4 separate regions of the Mus musculus genome follow, and regions 1, 2 and 4 are each linked to region 3. Evidence: chromatin contacts called from public HiChIP or PLAC-seq, Micro-C and promoter capture Hi-C data. All regions are on one chromosome and are shown on one strand. The core of a region is the stretch at or near the end of the contact, and the rest is flanking DNA. Distances in the headings are between cores, read along the strand shown. Region 1 holds the start of Tmem176b (transmembrane protein 176B). Region 2 holds the start of Zfp775 (zinc finger protein 775). Region 3 holds the start of Zfp212 (Zinc finger protein 212). Region 4 holds the start of Zfp467 (zinc finger protein 467).

Region 1 (2,700 bases), core at 193-2,692, 920 kb after region 3:
ATTTGGTAGATACAGAGGCAAGGACCTATGGTGCTGGTCCAGGTATTAATTTCTGAAAAACAGTTTCTACTGTGGTCTGTGGTATATATTACTTTTCTCCCACTGAATAAAACCACTGTTCCGAGTTTCCATAGGGCCTCAGGCAGGCCCATGAGGTCTTCATATTCTGCCTGATTACTTCCTCAGCGTGGCCTCCATTCTAATCAGCACAGAGCTTAACACAGCTTCCCACTGTCTCCTGTTATGGGCTTATAACAACCATTTAGCCCCTCTGATGGCTTGCCTCTGTCCAAAAGAAGTTCTGCCCAGTGGCTCTCCTGGGCAGTCTGGTTAAGCATCAGTTCTGACTGGATATTGACGGCCACTCCAGTCACTTCCCTTTGCATCCCTTCATGTTCTCCCCCACGCCACGGAGCACCTTCCACTCACCCGTGCACCTCAGAGCCGAAAGCACAGGAGTCTGACAACTTTTCAGGAGGGACGAAGAGAAACACAAATGAAGGCCTCAGGTTCACACCTTCCCTTGAGGTTCCAGGAATAAAGTCTCAGTTGTCTGGGTGCTGGCCCCCTCTAGACCCCCAGTGCTATCCCTGCCCTGGCCACCCAGAATCCCTCTGCTTCCTCTGCAGAGCAGGAACTAAAGCCCTAGGCACCAAGAAGCCTCTCACCACTTCTGGCACCGCTCCAGATAGTGGCTCTCTGATATCCCTCCTCCCAGTGTTCAGAAACAAAGAAAAAGAACACCCCGTGTCCCCACAGCTGTCCCACCTCTGCGTGGTCTCAAAGGCCCTGCTCTTAGAACGCAGGCGTGAGGCACTGATAACTATGGAAGGTAAAGCCAGACTCTGACCTCCCCAGCCTCAGCCCTGTTTCCAGAGTCACATCCTCTGTCCAACACATCCCTCCCTCCCCAGAGTCCTACAGGAAAGCAGAGATAGAAGGAAGGAGAAGCATCCTGAGCCAAGATGGAGCTTGAGGAGTAGACTTGGAGACTCTTCCAGAGAAGAAGGAACCCTATGCTTCAAAAGGGGGCTACCAAGGGGCCGTGAAGGGTCCTGTCTCACCTGCTGTCCTCTGCGATGGGTGGGGCTGGAACTGAGAGGTCTGGGAGGAGCTGGCTTAAAGCTGACCCCAGAGAGAGGAGAGCAAGAAGGGGGTGGAGGGATGGGGCCTGACATGGAGTCTCTCAGTTTGCCAGCAAGTAGCTGACAGGAAAGGGCCCCACTTGAGGGGGGTCCATCAGGAGTAGATGATCAGGCCTGCTGGAGCAGGGATACAGGTGACACAGATACACTCATACACCCAAGGTGGCACAGGCCAGCACCTGCTCAGAAAGCTCTATCCCTGACTGGGAGAGAGAGCACTGTGCAATCAAAGGATTCCACAGGAACAATCAGTGCCAACCCCAGCTCTTACCTCGCCCACCTTCTCCAGCTCTCCAGTGCCCAGTGAGGAGCTGCCTGCTGGAAAACCCCTAAAGGGGCCCTCAGTCCCAGCTGCCTGCCAGGAAGTGTTGAGGTCTGCCCATTCCCCCTCCCCTTCTGGCTCCCACCCAGGTTCTTCCTCCTGCCAGGGCTGAAGTTCTCAACTACTGCCAGCGCCTCTGTGTGAGCTCTGGCCTTCCCTGCTGCACACTTCCCCGGTCCCAGAGGAATCAGGTAAGACAGCCCACCATCACTTTAGCATAGCTCGTTTCCCAGTCCATCCAGATCCATCCAGTCTGACGCCCTGCGAGCTTGCTAGGGGAGTGGACACACTGGGGTGTGCCTCCAGGGACAGGTATGGCCTCCATCTCTACCACTCAATTCTGTGGGGACAGGGTCAGTCAGTGCTTGTCGTTCATCCAAGGAGATGGTGGCGTCTGGGTGAGGTGGTCCCTGGGACCCTGGTAGGGAAGAGATAATTGCAACAGAAGCTTATGGGGCAGTTAGAGGGGGACACTGTTTAAGGGGCTTGGCCTCTGACCTGGATTCAGAAAATGCTGGGGAGAAGAGATCCAATCAGAGGTTGGGTGAAGAGATAGGTTGTGTGCGTTCTGCTTGATCCAAACATCAGGCTCCTGAAGACCATGGCAGTGGGGCACAAAGCAAATGTGGGGTGAAGCGGGTACTCCAGCATCAGGCTTCCCTGACAGACAACCCTCCAAAAGAGCTGAAGATACAGCTCCACAGCCAGGGGCAGCCATTCTGTGTCTCTGTTAGCCCCCAACTCCAAGCCGCCTCTGAAACATCTGCCAAATATTTCTTCCTGCTTTTCCTTTTCTCCCTCACAGACGATGTCCACAGACATGGAGACTGCAGTCGTCGGCAAGGTGGACCCTGAGGCTCCACAACCCACCCACATTGATGTGCACATCCACCAGGAGTCTGCTCTGGCCAAACTTCTGCTGGCCGGATGCTCATTGCTAAGGATTCCAGCATCCGCTTCCACCCAGAGCCAGGGCAGCAGCAGAGTGCTGGTGGCCTCCTGGGTGAGAGTAGCTACGTGCTTGATGGGCCCAGGGAGGGACCCTCATTTGGGCCATATTTTCCTCTGGCCTCCTCTATACATCTGTCCTCCTAAGACATTGAGTTGATTTTGTCTGTGTGTACAGACAGTTGCAGCTAACAGGTAGCCCTGCTGCTGGAGAGCTGTGTTTCAAGTCCTCTCTCTTCCAGGTGGTGCAGACTGTGCTGGGGGCTCTGAGTGTGGTTCTGGGTG
Region 2 (2,700 bases), core at 93-2,592, 680 kb after region 3:
TAGCCTTCACTTACTGTGCTTCATTCTTCCACTTCTGGAACAGCCTTGGTCCTGAGTGTCAGTCTGGAGAGTCTGTCACTCTGGATAGGAAGTGTTGTTCCTGGGCCACACTAGCTGGTGGAGGATCTGAAACTAGAATGCTGCTCTGAGAGGTAGGAATGAAAATCCAGAAAGGCACATAAGCAGGTGGGAAAACTCACTCATCTATTTCACAGGCAAACACATCAAAGTCCAGAAACAGAAAACTCTCTCTTGTGATGACTGCACATGAATTTAGTGGAAAATGGCTAGAAACTTGGCCCCAGTTTCCACAATGCTTGACAGCTGAACAGCAGCTGGGGGCCTAGAGGCTTGAACAGTTACAGATTGGTGCCATGGTAGGGGTTACAGGACATCCATCCTGGTCCCAAATGCACCTCCAAAGTAGCTCTGGAGAGAAAATGCAGTATCTTTCCAGTTGACCCCACTGTGATTACCCAGCTGCGACCAAACTCAAGGCAGAGGTGGGAGGAATTCTATCAGATGTATAGGAAAGGGTGGGAATGAAAACACTTTCCTGGAGGTGTTTGGGAACCAATCACCCTTCTTGGCAGTCTGGACCTGGTTAGCAGCTAGAAGATATTTCACTCAACAGAACCTTAGTGCATAGTGAAATTAGATGCGGTTAGGTAACCTCTTCAGACCTGTTTTCTCAGCTAGAAAAAGCTCCCCGAATGCAATGATTTCCAAAGCCACTTGCAAACAGCTCCAAACATAATTTATCATGACTCAGTGTGGTCTGATGATATGCTGGCTGATGATGGCTCACTGTACCCTCACGAGGCAAAAGAGCCCTGCAATGTGCAATAGGCAAGTGTGAGCAATGCCGCCTAAACATAGCTTTCAGGGAGTAAAGAAAAAGAGCCACAATAAAGTAGATATACTCTCCAGAGGGGTCCTAAAAGTGCTGTGTTCTATTTGGCCCGCGATGGCTTCCAAGCAAGGAAACCTAATGGCACCTCACTACCGTGGTACCCCGCACCTACGCCGCGAGTTCAGATATCAATACGCGCTTGTGCGGGAGGCAGAGCGCTCAAAGGTGGGCAGATCCGAGGCACCTGGTGGACGGGCACAGCAACTATGCTCCGCGGGGCACAGAGCATTAGGGGGCCACCTCTTCCACCCCAGCAGTGTTCAGCTCACTGATTTTTTGCTTAGGGCCGCGCGGCCGCAGGCGAGGTCAGACCCTGGCTATTGGCTCCGGAGAACAAAGGGGCCGCCCCGCGGGCTGCACCAATAGGGCCGGGAGTGTCATCTGAGCCGTTCAGCCAATCCGCAGCGGGGCGGTGCAGGGCGACCAGCCAATCACACGCGTCCGCCTGCCCCGCCTGCCCCGGGACTGGCCATGGCCCGGAGCCCGGTACCCAAGTCGCCCCTTGGGTAGCCGTTCCCGTTAACCTTAGCCACAAAGTCAAAGGTATTTATTTCTCAGGCCCCCTCCCTCCGAGTCCTGTGCAATTCTGGCGGGGAGGGGCGGTGCAGGGACGGACCAGCGCCGGGTCGCTGTTCCCGTGCTGCTCCGGTGTACCGGGCTGTAGAGGAAGGATGGGTCCCGGGCCTTGAGGCGCCCTGAGTCCCGCGTGCACCTCAGCTCTGGGTCCCAATTTTCTGTACCACCAGCACCCTTCCTAGCTCAGTTGGGAGGGACCTGAGGTTGGCTGGGAGGTCAACAGGCCAGGGCAGTAAGGTCAGGAGGGTAGGACTGTTGAAGAGCCAAGAGGACCTACTGAGCCATCTGGTTGTTCTGAGCTCCCTGTCTGTGTCTGCTTCCGTGTAGAAGAGCTTCTGGGGGCAGCAATCCCAGTGTTGGCTACAAGCGATTCTGCGAGGCGGGATGAGGGTGGAGACGGAGAACAAGCAAAAGGAAAGCACGCAGAAGTTACAACTGTGTGCGCGTCTTCGGGGGTGGTTACTGAGACTTCTTTCAAGTAAAATGACCGCAGCAGTCTCAGTGGGTGTGGTGTCTGGCGACACAGAGTCCGAATGGTCTCTAGCAGCAGTGGCAAGTTGGGTGTGGTCACCTGAGGTTGGAGACAAGTGACAGGCTCTGCATTTTTATTTGTTTGTTTTTGGTTTTTAGTTGTGTTAATAACATGAAAACATCCCATAGCATTTGTGTCCTGTCAGTTCCGAAGCTCCATGATTCTGTGCTTCTACCACTCAGTTGTGGCTGACGTTTATGTAAATGAGCCCTCATAACCGTGTTTTGTAATGGTTTACAAGGCTGGGGTCTGGACTGTGTGCTAGGGATAGAGGCATCCTGTATTAGGATGCGTTTGGTCTTCTGGTGGTAACAGAAAGCATGGATGATGACAGTTACCCCACAGGTACTTGTTTGGATGACACATAGCTAAACAGTAGTTTTGAGTTTCCCAAAGATGTCTGTCTCTGGCAAAGTGACCCCTGATTTGGACCAGGGAGGGGGTGTATGGGCAAGGTCACTGCAAGACAGACAAGTTATAGGTATGCAGGTGTGTGAGGACATAACAAATCTAGATATTGGGGACAATGGGGAAAGCTAACCAAAGACTATGTTTTGAATGGCCTTGCCAAGACATTTTTGTCTAAATTTCCAAGTGTTGGAGAGCTCTTGAAGTATGTCAAGGGGGTAAAATGTCAAAATTTCAGTTTTAGAAAAATCAGTTTGGATCTGGGTGGTGG
Region 3 (2,700 bases), core at 85-2,584:
TCAGCTTGAAAGGGGATGAGATGGGACAAGTAGACACACTCAACTGATTGACACGGTTATGGAGTCAAGCAGGAATTTGATCCAAACAAAGGCAACAAACAAAGATAAAATGAAGGCACAGACACACCCAGACTGCTGTGGGGGGCTTAAATGAGTCAGCGCTTTTAAAAAAATTATTATTATTTTAATATAAATGTAGGTTTTTAAGTGCCTGTTAAAACAGATGCTGAGAATTTTTTTTTTCAGCAGGCCATCGGCTTGGGTTCTAGAGAAAGTTGTTAGTTGTAGTCAGTGTAGACAGGGATCATTTGCAGAAAAATGAAGAAGGGACCAGTCTAGTGAGAGTACTTGAATTCTTAGAGGAAGCTATTCACACTTAGTGGAAACTCATGTCATTCTCACTCAGCATGTCCAGGACAATGTAATGGAAATGAGGCATTTGAGTACTGCAAGTACTGGGTTTGGGGGTGTTGTTTGGATCAATGTCTCTTTAGATATTTCTGGCTAGTCAAAAACTCACTATATAGCTGAGGCTGGCCTCAAACACCTGAGCGCTGGGGTGGTAATGATGTGGCCAGATGTTTCCAAGCCAGAATGCAGAACACATTGCCTCTAATACCCTGGCACCCTGGCATGAGGACTAGGTTATTTATTTAGTTTTTTTGAGACAGGGTTTCTAGCCCTGGCACTCACTCTGTAGACCAGGCTGGCCTCGAACTCAGAAACCCATCCACCTCTGCCTCGCAAGTGCTGGGATTAAAGGCATGAGCCATCACTGCCCGGTGAGGACTAGGTTAATTATTTGTGATTAAGGCTATCTTGAATTCTGCAATGCAAGTGATTACCATAATTAACACTCTATAATGGATTGACCAGAAAAAGCCAAGTCATAGGTGAGCATGGAAGAAAATCACTTGCCTATGAGAATTCACCTTTTCTTTAGCTTCAGCTGTGTTCTTCCCTCACAGAAAAGGGTGTACACATTTGTACACATTTTTTAAAAATTATTTTTATTTTTGACAATTGCATGCAAGTCCAGAACGTATGGTGTTCACATCCACCCCCATTAGCCTCCTTTTCTACTAGTCCCCACGCTCTCCTCCCTACGCCTTTCTCTCTCTCTCTCTCCTTCCCGCGCCTTTTTAAACTTGCACATATTTGAATCTCTTAAAGCATTTCGCGGAGTGCAGGACTCAAATTCAGAAAATGCTCTTGATTTTGAGAATCCTTACGCTTACACCCCACACTCAATGACTGAATTTCCAGGCTGCTGTTCCCCTTCCAGGAGCACAGTGGCGCAACAGAAATACCGCGCGGTAGGAGGAGCCGCTGCCGCTCTTCTTGGGGGTGGGGAGCGCTCCCAGAATGCACCTTGTATCAACACGGCGGCGGCGGCGGCGGCGGCGGCTTCCAGGAGGGTGAGGACGTCTGGCGGAGCGGCGTACAGTTCGAGCAGTATCCCGCCAGTCGGTGTTGTGGGGCGACTGCGACCATGGCGGAGTCGACGCCTACTCGGGTAAGGTGCTCCGGCCGGCTCGGGAGGGCCTTGGGGGAGACAGCGCCCTGCCCGGGGCGGGGCTTGAGGCGCTCGGTCGCAGGCTTGGTTTCCTCCGCGGCCGTTGGCGCCGGCGGATGCTGACTTCCCTCCCGGTACCCTCGCCCTCCGCCCGCCCGCCCGCTCGCTTGCTCCCTGGGTCCTTCTGCGTCAGGCTCAGAGCCCGGATGCTCTGCGTCTTTCCGCAGAAACTTCTGCGAGGCTTTTTGAATTGTTTGTGACTGCGCCCACATATTTTCCTGCTTCGTGCCAACTAGGGACTCGTTTTCTGAGTTGGAGTGAAGGCGCGGGATAAAACCCTGGGTTTGGGTTGTTGCCTTTGAGCTCAGCTACGGAAGACCCCAGGACTTAGGGCTTCTCTCCGACCAGTGGGGCTCTGCTCCGGTTGCCATGTTCTGCCATAGCTATCTGTACTGAGTTTGCAGCCACAGGTTGAAGCCTTCTCTCCTTGGGGACTGGTGTATTTGCTGTTTTTGTTTGTTTGCTTGCTTGTTTTTTGTTTTGTTTTGTTTTTACAAAACTGTGGGTGCGCATTGTTATCCGCTTACCGCCTCTTCCAGCTGTCTCTCTTTTCAGAGAATGTGAAGACACTGAAAATTGGTTTGAGGAATATCTTCCGTAACTCAGCGTTCATCTATCTATATATTCAGTGCATGGTCTTCGGAAGGCAGTCTATGCTCACTTCTCTAGGCCTTTGTCTCCTTAACTTGAATTGAGAATGTTGAGTTCCTTGTAAGCATTTTTACGTTTTTTTTTTTCTGGCTCCAGTCTCCTCATACTGTGTCACAGTAGAGGTTAACATAGGAAAATAGGATAGATGGACCTGAACTGGCTTTTCACTGTTGAGACAGAGCCTCACAGGCTGTCCTTAAGCTGATGACAATCTTCCCGACTCAGCCTCCCCAGTGCTAAGTTTACAGGTGTAAGTCATTCTGCTGGGGTTTGTTTGGTAGTGGTTGTGCTTTGAGGCAAACTCTCATGTGCCCCAGCCTAGCCTATCTGAGAATGACTGTAAACTCCTACCTCTGACTCCCAACTTGCAGATATTACAGGCATAAGTATTTTTCTTGTCTTTTTGTTTTGTTTAGTTTTTGTTTTTTAATCTTTCAAAATAAGGTCTTACTTTGTGCCCTGGCTGCCTGGAA
Region 4 (2,700 bases), core at 156-2,655, 530 kb after region 3:
CCCCACTCCCGCCCTCCCCTTCTCAGCTGCTCTCCCCCATCCGCTTGCCCCTCCCCTCTCCTCCCCCACTCGGGTTTCTTTTCCTTCTTTCCTCTCCTCAGTTCCCTCCCCCTCCCCCACACCAGCCTCCCCTCTGCTTCCCTCCCTCCCGCTGCTCTCCTTCCCCCCTCAGCGGCCCCCGCCTCCCTTCCCCCTCTGCCTACCCTGCAAGCTCCGGCTCCGCTTCTCTCCCCTCCCGGTCCCCAGCCTTGTTCTTCCCCTCCCCCTCCTAGTCCGCTCCCTAGCTTCCAGGTCTCACGCCCCCCATCTTGGGGGGGGGAATCCAAGCTAACCCCACATTCTCTGGACCTACTCCCTCGTTCTGCCCCTCCCCATACCCCTTTCTTCCCAACACACCTCCCTCTCAGCAGCCCCCTTGCCCATTTCTGCTCCCCACTGACTTCACGCCCTCTCCGGAGTTTTCCTTCTGACTAGACTCCCCCCAATCCCCGCCCCTGTTAGAGCTCCGGAGTCACTCCGGGTCCCGGCCCCCTGCCCTGCTCTAGGCTCACCTGTCAGCGTCCTTCGCTCCCGACCAGCCCCATCCCTGAGCCCGTTTCCTGCCCTTTCGCACTGGACCCTTCCTCTATCCCGAGGAACCCTACTCCCGCTCCTGGGGATCCTCCCCGCAGGCCCCTCCCGCCCTCTTCCCACCTGCTCCCACCGGGCCTCCCCGAGTCCTTGCCCTCCCCTCCAGTTTCCTAGTCTCCCCATCTGCGCCAGGACCCTCCCTCCTGACTCCCTTCCCTCCTGGTCTGACCCCCCCCCTCCCCCACACTCGCGTCTGCGCGCCCCTTCCCTCGGGGTTGTCACCTGCCGTGGGTCGGCAGGGCTTGTAAAGCTCCGTTTGGGTGGCGGGGGAGACGCCTGCCCGGGAGTCTCGGGTGTCCTTACCTGGCGGGCTCCTGCGGCTACGTGCCGCGGCCCGCTTCGGGGACCCAGGCGCTCGGGCCTCCGGTCCCGGGCGGCCGTTTGCACAATGGCGCCGGCTGCCTGCAGCTTGGGTGCGGGCTGCCCGAAAGACTCCGGGACTGACAGCCCTGAAACTTCGCGGGGAGGGGAAGGAAAGACGCGGAGGGAGAGGGTGTGGGGCAGCGTTGCGGGTGATCGGGGGGAGGAACCCGGGAAGCGGGAACACTGCTCCGGGGCACAGGCTAAAGCGGAGGGTCTTCGAGAGACCTGCCGCGGGAGGGTGCACTAATGGGCTTGGGTGCAGGTGACGGTCTGAGGGCAAGATGCCCGGAGTGTGGAGATGGAAAGTGGGAGCTTAGGACCGAGGAAGGGCAGAGGGGAGAGGAAGGAGAAGAAGAGGCTAGAAGGAAGGGCACTCGGGCTAGAAGGGAGGGTGCTCACAGCCTAGGAGGGAGGAGCTGGAGAAAGGTGGAGCGCGGAACGGGGTGGTGGTGGTAGTAGTGAAGAGTTGGGGGGAGTAGGGAGAGGAGGGGGCGTGTTTGGGGAGGAGAGCAATGTGTGTATGGCTGTCTTTAAAATCGCCAGTGGCAGCCGAGTAAGTGGTAGCGCCGCGGTCCCGCGGGAGACTGTCTGGCCAGCAGAGATTGGGAGAATCGGTCAAAAAACTCTCCACCAGGATCCACCCAGACCGGAGGACGCGATCCAAGTCTCACCGCGGAGACTGAGGATTAAGAACCAATCTAAGAGGGCAGAGAGAGGGCTCTCAAAGTAGAAAATGGGGAAAAAGGAACCAAGTCCCCGACTGAGACCGCTGGACAGGCATGGAAACTGCAGGGGGTGAGGTGGGGCGGGGCTGGGCGGGGGCGGGGGAGTGTTGTCCGTGGGTAAGAAAACCTCCTGGCGTTAGGTGTGGATCTCTCCCCAGACTTCCACCATTTCTGCTCATGGGTGCAGGTACTCCTAAGCCATCCCCCTCTGCTCTTCAGACACCCTCACCCAGCCCTGGAATTAAAATCTAGGCTGGATATTCCATGCCCTGTGATTTTTCTTCAAACTCCCATGGGCTCCCATTTCCGCCTGCCTGCCCCTGTAGGGAAAAGGGCAGATCCAAGTTACATTTCTCCCCAGTCCAAGCTTCCCTTGTCAGCCAAGTTGCAGAACAGAGCTGCTGGGAGAGAGTCTGGGAAGAGGAGGCCATTAAATGGCCCTCTTGGATAGGACACGGTCCCTGACAATGGCACCCTGACACAAGGATAGTGACACCTGTGGAATCAGGGCAGTGACCCAAGGCTAGCCTTATAAGATGGAGCAGGGATGTCCTCAACATTTACAGATAGTTAGAGTGAAATCTGGAGCAATGGAGACCGACCTGAAGGATCAGGAGGTCCTGTGACTCAAGATGCAAAAGGCTCTTTTAATAACTGGCTGCTTCACTGAGTAAAGATGGCTAGGAGCAGAGTTTGTGTCCCTCTCTGTGTGCAAGAATGGGCTTTGAGAACTGCAGTCCACGTATGTAGGATATGCAGGAACAGTGGCCAGGTGAGAATGTTAGAGAAGTTAGAAGGACACTGTGCCCAGAATAGATGCTGACCCTTCCCCAGGACTGCTCAACTCCCAGGCACCAACCCTAGATATCTGGAAGCAACTGGGGAAACTCATACTGGCCCTATTTTGGTCCCAGGCCCAATAGTAGGCCCAGAGGAAGGAACCCCCAGGCCAGGTGGGGTGCACCAGGTGGGGTGACCATGC

The links. Promoter capture Hi-C pulls out the DNA fragments that hold promoters and counts their contacts. A called contact is a pair of places that touch in the nucleus more often than the background predicts. HiChIP or PLAC-seq counts read pairs in DNA pulled down with a chosen protein or histone mark.
Region 1: an H3K27ac HiChIP or PLAC-seq map of microglia shows a contact between it and region 3, with 6 times the contacts expected there. The contact joins the promoter of Tmem176b here to the promoter of Zfp212 in region 3. A contact is called at or near these places in 1 of 39 promoter capture datasets (cranial neural crest) and 1 of 115 datasets of contacts at active chromatin or transcription factors (microglia).
Region 2: a promoter capture Hi-C map of pre-B cells shows a contact between it and region 3, with 6 times the contacts expected there. The contact joins the promoter of Zfp775 here to the promoter of Zfp212 in region 3. A contact is called at or near these places in 3 of 39 promoter capture datasets (hippocampal neurons, liver and pre-B cells).
Region 4: a contact with region 3 is called in a Micro-C map of embryonic stem cells, with 5 times the contacts expected there. The contact joins the promoter of Zfp467 here to the promoter of Zfp212 in region 3. A contact is called at or near these places in 1 of 39 promoter capture datasets (liver), 1 of 484 Hi-C or Micro-C datasets (embryonic stem cells), 1 of 115 datasets of contacts at active chromatin or transcription factors (microglia) and 1 of 9 other capture datasets (adipose tissue).

What each region holds. Positions count from the first base shown.
Region 1 is chr6:48,839,932-48,842,631 of GRCm38.p6, forward strand. Tmem176b (transmembrane protein 176B) reads right to left here and starts at 1,443. Exons shown (of 7, transcript NM_001164207.1): 1 at 1,065-1,443. Tmem176a (transmembrane protein 176A) reads left to right here and starts at 1,552. Exons shown (of 7, transcript NM_025326.4): 1 at 1,552-1,658; 2 at 2,273-2,470; 3 at 2,658-2,700. The coding sequence starts at 2,276.
Region 2 is chr6:48,600,665-48,603,364 of GRCm38.p6, forward strand. Zfp775 (zinc finger protein 775) reads left to right here and starts at 1,343. Exons shown (of 3, transcript NM_173429.3): 1 at 1,343-1,456.
Region 3 is chr6:47,919,234-47,921,933 of GRCm38.p6, forward strand. It overlaps Zfp212 (Zinc finger protein 212), which reads left to right and starts at 1,335. Exons shown (of 5, transcript NM_145576.2): 1 at 1,335-1,516. The coding sequence starts at 1,493.
Region 4 is chr6:48,444,420-48,447,119 of GRCm38.p6, forward strand. Zfp467 (zinc finger protein 467) reads right to left here and starts at 1,406. Exons shown (of 5, transcript NM_020589.2): 1 at 934-1,406. It also overlaps a transcript of Sspo not described here.